Linked DNA regions of Mus musculus: region 2 is linked to region 1. Evidence: chromatin contacts called from public HiChIP or PLAC-seq data. All regions are on one chromosome and are shown on one strand. Each heading gives the region's core, a stretch centred on a gene start, on an enhancer-like site or on the middle of the called end of the contact. The rest is flanking DNA. Distances are from core to core; before and after follow the strand shown.

Region 1 (5,002 bases), core at 1,840-4,339:
TACTTCTAGGTAGGGGAAGGAAAGCCACTGTAAGATTTGCATCAAGGATAGTCTCTTTGGCCTGACAAGGTGGGGTTTTCTTCCAGGGAAAGGGAGCATTTAGGGATGAGACACATGCGGGTGCCTTTTTGCTACTCTGAAGATGAGGACATGTTGGTTTTTTGTTTTTTTTGGGTTTTTTGTTTTTTTAAGGAAACCTCTATTTTAATTCAGTCATTTATCCTGTTTGTATATTTACTTTTATATCCATGCATGCATTCATCCATTTATTTCTGTGGCCCTGGAAATTGAGCCCAGGACTTTGCACCTGCTGGTCTAATGTCCTACCACTGGACTATATCCCTCTTTTTACTTTCCGTTCTGTGACAGGGACTCACTAAGCTGCCTTGAACTCACTCTAATTCCCCAGGCTGGCTGGCAGCTCCCACTATCAGCCCACTCCAGCCTCCCAACTAAGGATGAGAGGCCTCCAGGATGAGACCTGATTGGCAATCTTTATTTTTTAACAGTTCCTTTTCTTGACCAAGTTTTGAACAAATGCCAGGTCATCAGACAAGGCTCAGCTGTTCTAATTAAGTTTCTTGCGTTTGCTTAGTGCTGGGAATTATCTCCTCATTTGCATCTTACAGGATCGCTCAGCCCACGTGCTGTCTTTTCTGGCTATTTTTAGTGTTATAAACACAGTCAACTTATTTGCTAACAAATCATTCTTTTATGATTTTTTTTCTGATTATTTGCAAGGACATTTTAGACAATTCAAAGGACAGTATTAAAAGCTGAGTCAGCTTCCCATTTCTGGATCCCCTGACCCGTGTACTGTGTAGCTTTCATCACCAGAGAGTGGTACCATTGTGTTTAAACCTCCCGCTGCCCATTTTCAACAGCTGTGATAGTTCCTCATTCGAGAGCGGGCTACAGGACTGTTTAGCAAAAGGTTAGCATCTGTGGGCACGTTTTGCCTCTCTCTACAGCTGGCCATCTAACTGTGTATTTGGTGTGATGTATTCCTTGTTCTTTATTTGTGTGACCCATAGCTGCAGTAGAGGTAGTGTAGGATTGGAGAGCTGAATTTTATTTGCATTCTGTGAAATTGGCATAATTATACATTACATAGAGCATAATTGACAATTATCCTATGAGATTTTCTTTGAATGCTGTAAGAATTAGAAGGTATACGAAATGGGGAATTGGGAGAAGTTTAAGAGTAGAAAACTCACCCTCGTGTATTTTACAATTTATGATAGGGTTTCAAATCAGAGTAACTTTATTTCATTGTCTTGTGATACAGTCAGGTAATAAGCATCAAAATCATTGTAAACAAACTGAAACAGTCCCTTCAGCAAACATATTCACCTAAGATCCTCTGATCTTTCTTAATCTTTATCAGATGTAGCAGATTTTATGGACATCATTTGTATATATAAACAATACATATTATCCTTTACATCGGTTGTATTGAGCTCATTCCTGTAACCCCAACCTTTGGAAGGTTGAGGCAGGATGATTGCTGCAAGCTCAAGGCCAGTCTGGGCTACAGAGTGAGCTTCAGGTTACTCTGAACTACAGGGCAAGATTTTGTTCCATTCTGATGCAACAGAAAGACAAAAAGAAAGAGGGAGGGAGGGAGGAAGGAAGGAAAGGAAGGGAGGAAGGAAAACAAGTAACAAGTGGGAGGGAGTGGAGGGAAAGGAAAAGGGGGAAATAGGAAGGGAAAGGGAAGGAGAAAGAGGGAGGGGATGCTATTTCCCAAAATCTTCTCTGCCCTAGGTTTATCAATGTCCTAGTTCTTTACAGTCTCTCTCTCTCTCTCTCTCTCTCTCTCTCTCTCTGTTACACACACACCTGCTTGAGCCAGAGTGTGGCTTTGAACTCTTGAACCTGAAGACCAGCTTTACTTTACCATCTCTGCCTCAGTCAGATTTCTTCAATCACCAACAATGCTCATTTTTTCTTTCTGTCAGTCAAATGTTTACTGAGAGCTTCACAAAGCTTCTCCAGTTTAGAGGGTGTGGTAAGCTGTCCCTACTGACTCCAGGCGGCAGCGTAGTGAATCTGATAGCTCACGCATCTACAGTCAGATGCTCTGAAAAGATGCGGTGGGCTTCCCACACCACTAGTTTCCTGTGAAGTTAGCAATTCTTCATCTCAGAGTTGGAAACTTCCCAGTTCATCTCTACACACGCTTGTTGTTCTCCAAAACCTTCAGGATGCCACATAAACTCAGCACTTTTCTCTTCTTTAAGTGCCCTTGAGGACATCCAGCAACTATTGCTCCAGCGACTGGGCTGCTGTTCACTTGCAACGTCTCCTTTATTTGAAAAACCTCCGGTCCTTCCTTTACGTTAGTTTCTTATGCTGTCTTTTTCTGTTTAACCAAGGAGACAATTCCCCACTTTGAAACCCCTGTGTTATATTTTCACCTATCTTGGGATAACTAAAGTTCCATGTCACTGCATATTTAGGGCCTTGAGGATACCTGTCTGTTGAGCAGTTAATTTCATTTATAGTTTTGAAAGAGAGTTTCACTATGTAGCCATGGCTGGCCTGTTGATTTGGTTGGTTTTGTTTTCCCTAACAAACAGTCCATTTACTATGCATTTTCTCACTAAGACCTCGTCAAATCTATGTTAAAGCTTTTCAAAGTCAAGTGACAATTCTAGAAATGTCAAGATAAATTTTAAAACATCCTTCATCTTTTGTTGATGTTTAGAGACAAGGTGACTGTGTAGCCTTGTCTGTCCTGGAACTTGCTCTGTAGACCAGGCTGGCCAAATTAAAACATCTTAAAGTTGATGTCTTAGCAATTTCCTGACCGTGAGTGGCTTTTTTTTTTTTTTTTTTTTTTTTTGACAGTTTAGCCTTCTTTTATCTTCTCTATTGTTTTTGTCTTGAGACAGTGAATCGTGGAAGAGCCTTGAAGTCACTATAACCTTGTACTTCTGACCTTCCTGCCTCCAGTCCCCAAGTACTAGGATTACAAACATAATCTCCTGGGGAAATTTCTTAGAACAAAGGCATTCTATTATGGACATTCCCATCGCCTGTTGTCTTCTGACTCAGGCCAAAGGAATCCCACACCTGGTGCGGTTTAACAGCCCGCTGTTTCTGGAGCCACACCTGGGACTCCTCCTGGGAGAATTAGCCCTGGATTACTTTTATTGCTGCTTGAAGAAAGATCGGCTTTCAATTTAAGGAAGACTGGTTTCCAAAGAAGGGTTAGAGTCTCCAAGTAATTGTGCCTTCACGATGTGAGCGCGCTCGCCCCTTTCTCCTCCCTCCCAGCGCGGTCTCATTTTCCACCCCGGCTCTTCCAGGCTCACCCTGCGGCACGATATGCCACCACAGTATGCCGTCAGCATCAGCGGCTGTGCTGATGTGCCAGACCATTTGTTAAAGGTTCAAGGATTTTGAGAACTGGCTATTAACAATGAGTATTGCTAAAAATTCAATTGAATAAATGTACAACTGTTAGTAATTAAACCAATAGTGTCTTAAAACTTTTAGAACCTGAGCATAAGAGTCAGTCCTTGATATGATCCCAATATATCTTATCACACTGTTAGCACATTGCACGCATACATTTTACCTAGCAGCAGATATTAGATGTTCTAAGTCTAATTAACTGGGGTCCATGATTTAATTATGGGTGTTTTTGTTTGCGGTCTTTCGCTACTTAAAAACAGTGGTCGTATGAATATCATTGTGTATATATATCATTTTGCACCAAAATCTATACATTCACAGACATGGGGGAAAGAGAGTCAGTGTTTGTTACTTGGAGAGCTGGGTGTGGTAGCTCACACCTGTAATCCCAGCTCTCAGGATGCTGAGGAGAAGCCAGGGACTTAGCAACCAGGCTGGTCCACACAGGAAGATTCTGTCTCCCCAAACACACACACATACACAAAAACAACAACAACAACAAAAACTTTGTACTTGTCTCAGCAATGATTTAAATATAACAACGTCAAAAGAACCACTGATAAATTGGACTTTATCAAAATTTGTGTGTGTGTGTGTGTGTGTGTGTGTGTGTGCGTATGTCTGTGTAAGCACGCTTCCAAAGATACTATCAAGAAAATGAGGGCCTAAGTCAATGGTTCAATGGTTCTCAGCCTGTGGGTTGAGACCCCTTGGGAGATCAAACGGCCCTATCACAAGGTTCACCTAAGACCATCAGAAAACACAGATATAGACAGTATAATTCATAACAGTAGCAAAATTACAGTTATGAAGTAGCAACAAGATAATTTTATGGTTGGGGTGGGCACAACCTGAGGAACTGTGTTAAAGGGTCGGGCCTTAGGAAGGTGGAGAGCCCCTGAAGTAACTCATCAGTGAGGTGATGGCCCCACATCCTTGAACAATAGATTCAATCACTAAGAATGTAGAACGAGCAAAAGAAATGGAAAGACAAACCTACACAGCGGGAGTGGGAAAAACACTTTCATATCAAGTATCTGATAAGGGCTTGTATTTGCCACATATTTATTTCTTTGGTTTTTTGTCTTTGTTTTGTTTTGAGACAGAGTCTTGCAGTGTAGCCCCAGCAGGCCTTGACCTTGGGTCACTCCTCCTGGTTCAGCCTATCAAACGCTGGAAAGGCATGCACCACCAAACCAGACAGAGTAAAACTTTATAAATGATGTGTGTATTGTGTGCTGGCACATGAGTCCAGATCAGATCAGAGGACAACTTTTGGGGAGTTCGATGACTCTTTCCAGCTTGCTTTTGACTCAGGGTCTTTGCTTCCAGATGGCCCTCTGTCTCCACCTCCCATCTCATCATAGGAATCCTGGGAATACAAATGTATACCACCAAATCTGACTCTTTACCTGGGTCCTGGGGTTGAATTCAGGTTATCGGGTTTCTGTGATAAGTACTTCTATATGCCAAGCCTCTCCTCAGCCCCTAATATAAATGCTCATAATTCAGTTAGAAAAGGTCAATTTAATTAAAACAACAACGATAAAGGATTGGAAGAGATAGTTTACTGAACAAG
Region 2 (5,002 bases), core at 1,251-3,750, 45 kb after region 1:
TACATATGTTCATTTTACAAGTTTGCATTGGTATTTTAAAAATCATTCATCTGTATTTGAAACCCCAAGAAGAGTGTCAATTGTCCTATCATCTTTGGTCTTCTTCCTTTTGAGGCAGGCTTTCCCTCTGAACTTAGTCCTTTTGTGTTTTGGCCTAGGCTACTTGTCTGCAAGCTTCACTCATCCCTTAATGTTGACCCCAAAGTGCTAGGGTTATAAGCACCTGCAGTACTATACCTGGCTGCTACCTGGATGTTGGCTTCTGATTTCAGGTCCTCATCAAGCCACCTTTGGGACTATGTGGATCAAGGTTTTATGGGCCCCAAACTTACGTATTGAACTCAGGTTCAACACTGTGGTATGAACCTGCACTGTAGTCTTAGCTACATGTGGTAGGAATATCACTTGAGCCCAGGAACTCTAGGCAAGTGTGGTTGTCTTAGTCAGGGTTTCTATTCCTGCACAAGCATAATGACCAAGAAGCAAGTTGGGGAGGAAAGGGTTTATTCAGTTTACACTTCCATACTGCTGTTCATCACCAAGGAAGTCAAGACTGGAACTCAAGCAGGTCAGGAAGCAGGAGCTGATGCAGAGGCCATGGAGGGATGTTATTGGCTTGCTCAGCCTGCCTTCTTATAGAACCCAGGACTACCAGCCCAGGGATGACGCCACCCACAATAAGCCCTCCCCCTTGATCACTAATTGAAAAAATGCCTTACAGCTGGGTCTCATGGAGGCATTTCCTCGAGGGAGGCTCCTTTCTCTGTGGTAATTCCAGCTTGAGTCAAGTTGACACACCAAACCAGCCAGTACATGATCAACATGGTGAACATCTGTCTCAAACAAAAATGAAATATGTCTTATTCTTAGTATGGAATCCAAATTACAGATATTTAATTTCAATGTCTTGGAAAGTACTGGATCTTGAAGTTTGGTTTATGGGAGCTGCCTCTGTGGACCAGGTCTTAATTATTTCCCTGAAGGTCTTGGGTTGAAAGGCTTGGTCCCCAGTTAATGATACTGTGGGGAGGTGGGAACTTTTGCATGTGAGACCTAGTTGGAGGAGGTTAGGTCACTGGGTATATGTCAGTGGAAGGTATATTAGGACCTCAGTCTCTCAATTCTTGCTTCTCAGATTCCATGAGGTAGTTTGCTCAATGTGGTCCCTGCCGTGATACCTTGCCACCCATTCAAAGTAAAGGACTGGGTGACCAAGGACAGAAGCCTATGGCGCCATGAGGAAATCTCTTCAAAGTTATCTGTTTCAGGCATTTCCTCATAGCAACAGAAAAGCAACACCAATTATTCCAAGCCTTCTTTATGCTAGAAATGTATGTAATCAGGATTCCAGTATTCATTAAACAGCTTATCAAACTCTCCTTGTGTTCTTAGCGTCTGGGACTGAAGTCAACTAAGTCAACTCAAGTTCCTGACACACAACAAATGCTATTATAGCAATAATTTTATTATTTACAAGGATGATTCTAGCAAGTAATTTATTTCCCCAACTCTTTTCTTTTTGATGTAGGTACCCTTTTCATAGCGAGGAACCAGCTGATAAAACACCTGCATGTGTGCCATTACCTGGGAAGTATCCACACGCAAGGCATTGCTACTGATGGTTAATTTGATCTTGCTAATTTTACAATGTTTAGGAAGGAAATTGGCAGAGGTGAATCATTAAAGATTTTATTAGAGGTGGGAGGAAGCAAATGACTAGAAGAACACAGGGTGGGGTTGAAGATGCTGGAGGCAGTGGGCTGCCACTCTGACAGCTTGACATGCAATGCTCAGAAAAGATGAAATAAGTAGAAGAGATTGAGGTCTAATTGTACTAATGTGTAAAACTTACCACTATCTATCTATCTATCTATATCATTCATATATATAATATATACATATCACGTGTGTGTATTTTTTTATTTTAATTTTTTGTCACTGCCTTATCCCCATTATACTTTGCAAGCTAGGTTCTCAATTCTCTGCCGGGAGATATCCTGACTAGTAAGGCTGAGCATCAAAGCGCCTCTCCTCCACAGGGTTTACCCAATCTCTCCTGCCTCTCCCACAGGAAGAATAAATGGATTCTTTTCAAGCCTATCCTGTGAAAGCACTTCTTTCACTGCAGACTGAGGGGGGACCCGGCTTTCCTTATTCGGTTTCCTGGACCTGCTCTACCGTCTACCACGAAAAAGGCATCCAGTGAAGGTTTGGTTAGTGAAAGCACTCCGAAGAAAGAACTTTTCGAAGTTGAGAGGGCATTTAAGGCCAAGATACTCAGAAAGAACGCCTCGCACACGTGCACTGGCTGTCATTATCTCCAGGGTCGCTCCGAGGGCGAAACGCACCCCTGCGGCGGGGCACTGGGCCCGAGAGCCGCGCGAACCCCTCGGGAAGGCCCCCCTCCCACGCCAGCAGGCGCCGGGGGCGTGGCTTTGGCCGTGGGGCGTGGCCTGCCCGCGGGGGTTTCCGCGCCCGGGGCGTGCCGGGCGGGGGACGAGGGCGGGGCTTCCGCCAGGAGGGGGCGGGGCTTGCGCGGAGAGTTCTCTGACGGCCCCAGTCAGGGAATTTCAATTTGAAACCCAGAGGAGGGTGGAGGCGGCGGGTGCGGAGGGCCGGCGGCGTCCGAGGCTGGAACGGGACGCGTTCCCGGGGCGAGCAAGCTCGAGAGGGGCGGTGTCCGGGTAAGGAGGCGAGCGGGCTGCGGAGTGGCGGGCGGGGTCCTGACACGCTGCAGGCGGGAAGCGGACCCCGGCAGGAAGCCCGGACGGCCATCCCGGGCGGGGGAGGGGGCGGCCGCGGGCCCGTCTCTCTCCTTCCCGGGCGGGGACCGCGGCGGCGTCCCCGGGCTCTCGCGCCCCGGCCCTGCCGAGGCGTGCGGCTCCATCCTGGGTGCCGGGGGCTCGCCGCGCCCTCTCTCCCGAGGGTCGCCAGACGCGGGCCCGCGGCGCGCGTGGGCTCTGCGGGAGTCGGGGAGGGAGCGCGCCCCGCCAGCCACCCAGCCCCACGCGCGCCGCAGGTCGGGCCAACGCGGGCGACCCTCTGTCCCCGCCGCCCACTGTGCGGTCTGGAGCTGAGGACAGACACCCTCGCACGTTTTCTGCGGCGAGCCTTCCAGCTCGGACACCAGGCCATCCGCCCCCGATGGCTTCTTTTTCTCGGCGCTGGCAGCTGAGGGGTGGGAGCAGTTTAGGTGAGCTGCAGGTCAGGGGCTACGAGGAGGAAATAACCGAGTCGGTGGCGTTGAGGTTGGCATCTCGGGATCCCCCATCCTCAACCCCAGACGTCTGCGGTGGACGTTAGTCATTAAATGTCCCCAGACGCCAGCCTCAGGCGGGGCCAAGTTTTATTTATTTATTTGGGGTGAAGTTAGAAGAGCGCCCTCTTCCCCCGGTGTCTTATTTTGGGGAGTGGTCTCCGTGGAGCTTCCTTACAAAATGAGGAAGCCCTTCAGAAAATCTGTCACCTGAACAGCTGTCCCTGATTTTTAAGGTTCCTGGGAGAGTGGTAGGCACGGTGGCATCTAGGGGAGTTGTACTTACATTTCCTCCTTTGGGAATCAAGATTCTCTCTGTTTCTTGAACTTTGTTGCATGTGAAATGTGGGGTGTGCAGGGCAGTATGTTCTTGTTTCTGTGATTAGCTACAAAACAAAACAAAAACGGTCTCAGTTTTCTCCACTCATTTTTCTTCAGTCCTTCCTGTCTGTCTTTCTTCTTTTCTTTTCTTTTCTTCTCTCTCTCTCTCTCTCTCTCTCTCTCTTTCTTTCTTTCTTTCTTTCTTTCTTTCTTTCTTTCTTTCTTTCTTTCTTTCTTTCTTTCTGGGAGTTCATTATCTCTGTATTCTTCATTGCCTTATCACGCTGCATTAGCAACATTTTAGTCTACCCTGTCAGACATTCCCGTGGATTTGAGGAAAACTCGATCCGTTTCTTGGCTGTGGGAGATGAAGTTTAGAAGTTGCAGTGCTTGTACAGGTTTTCCTGTGCTATTCAGTTTGTTTGCAGGCTCCTGCTGTGAGAAATCTGGTTTGTCTTGCAGCCCCTGGTGGGCTGCCTTGCAATGTTATCCTGGATCTTGGTAGGCACCAGCAGCCCCCTCAGGTTGCTAGTTTGACATAACTTTGAGAGAGAGAAAGGCTATGTCACCTGTTAGGGCTAGGGCGATCATTTCAATAATTTGGTTTGAGAGCCACCATCAAACCTCAGAGGTCTTTGTACCCTTTGGAGAGCTGGAGGAGTTGAAGTAGTGGTGTGAAGTTTGCCCAGTTTAATCCTATTCTGTGTTCTCCACTTCTGAGGCAGAATTCCCATTGAAGTCAGCAGTGGTCTTGCTTGCAAACTGCCTATTGAGAACAAGAGGCTGCTCATTAACAGGAGAGGACGGTCCCCTCTCCTTTAAAACAATCCCCTGTAAGAAGGATCTAGTCCTAACAGTTCTTCACTCATTTACCTCTAGTAGAAGTAGGACACTGTGTGCAAGAAAAAAAAAAAGTGTGGCTGGATTGAGCCATCAGCTCTCTTGAAGTCTAATGAGAGGGAGACTGTTAAAAGGAATCCAAAGCTCAGCTGTTATTTAACGCCGTGCAATAGATTTTCAGTGATACGTTTCTGTGTAAGAAATGTAAGCTGCTGTGGGATGTTTTACGGTAACTGATTATGGATCTTTAAAATCCGAATTCTTAGGTCCAATTAGAAAGAAGCCCATTTGGAGCTTTCCAGGAACGGATGCCCACCCCCACCCCAAAATAACTGCAGACAGAAAAATAAGGGACCTCGGAAGTTTGCTATACCTGGAGACACGGCTTTAGGACATTTTGTTTGTGTGCATTTCATGTAACGTGTGAGTCTGGGCGAGAGGGACCGTGTTTAGGTTTGTGAGGACTCAGCTGACCTGAGTTGGTGAGCCTGGCATCTTCTGCTTTTTAATGTAATGTTCTTGGGGTTTACTTCTTTCAAATTACCAGTTCTAAAGAATCGAGTTTAGAAAACCTAGCCAGTGACC

What was found. HiChIP or PLAC-seq counts read pairs in DNA pulled down with a chosen protein or histone mark.
Region 2: a contact with region 1 is called in an H3K27ac HiChIP or PLAC-seq map of embryonic stem cells, with 10 read pairs. The contact joins the promoter of Epb41l2 here to the enhancer-like site in region 1. A contact is called at or near these places in 7 of 39 promoter capture datasets (the C10 cell line, the HPC-7 cell line, embryonic stem cells and 4 more), 27 of 484 Hi-C or Micro-C datasets (3T3-L1-derived adipocytes, the AML12 cell line, B cells and 20 more), 7 of 115 datasets of contacts at active chromatin or transcription factors (bone marrow-derived dendritic cells, bone marrow-derived macrophages, embryonic fibroblasts and 3 more) and 4 of 9 other capture datasets (adipose tissue, bone marrow-derived macrophages, liver and 1 more).

Annotation. Positions count from the first base shown.
Region 1 is chr10:25,311,217-25,316,218 of GRCm38.p6, forward strand. No RefSeq gene overlaps it. Among named protein-coding and RNA genes, the nearest start is that of Gm40617, 15 kb to the left of the region's middle. Within about 2 kb of position 3,090, at least 65 of the 459 cell types and tissues checked have an H3K27ac peak or open chromatin away from gene starts, as enhancers often do. A contact at or near this core is called in Sertoli cells, differentiating embryonic stem cells, embryonic stem cells and 3 more, where this site is marked.
Region 2 is chr10:25,357,298-25,362,299 of GRCm38.p6, forward strand. Epb41l2 (erythrocyte membrane protein band 4.1 like 2) reads left to right here and starts at 2,501. Exons shown (of 20, transcript NM_001199265.1): 1 at 2,501-2,684.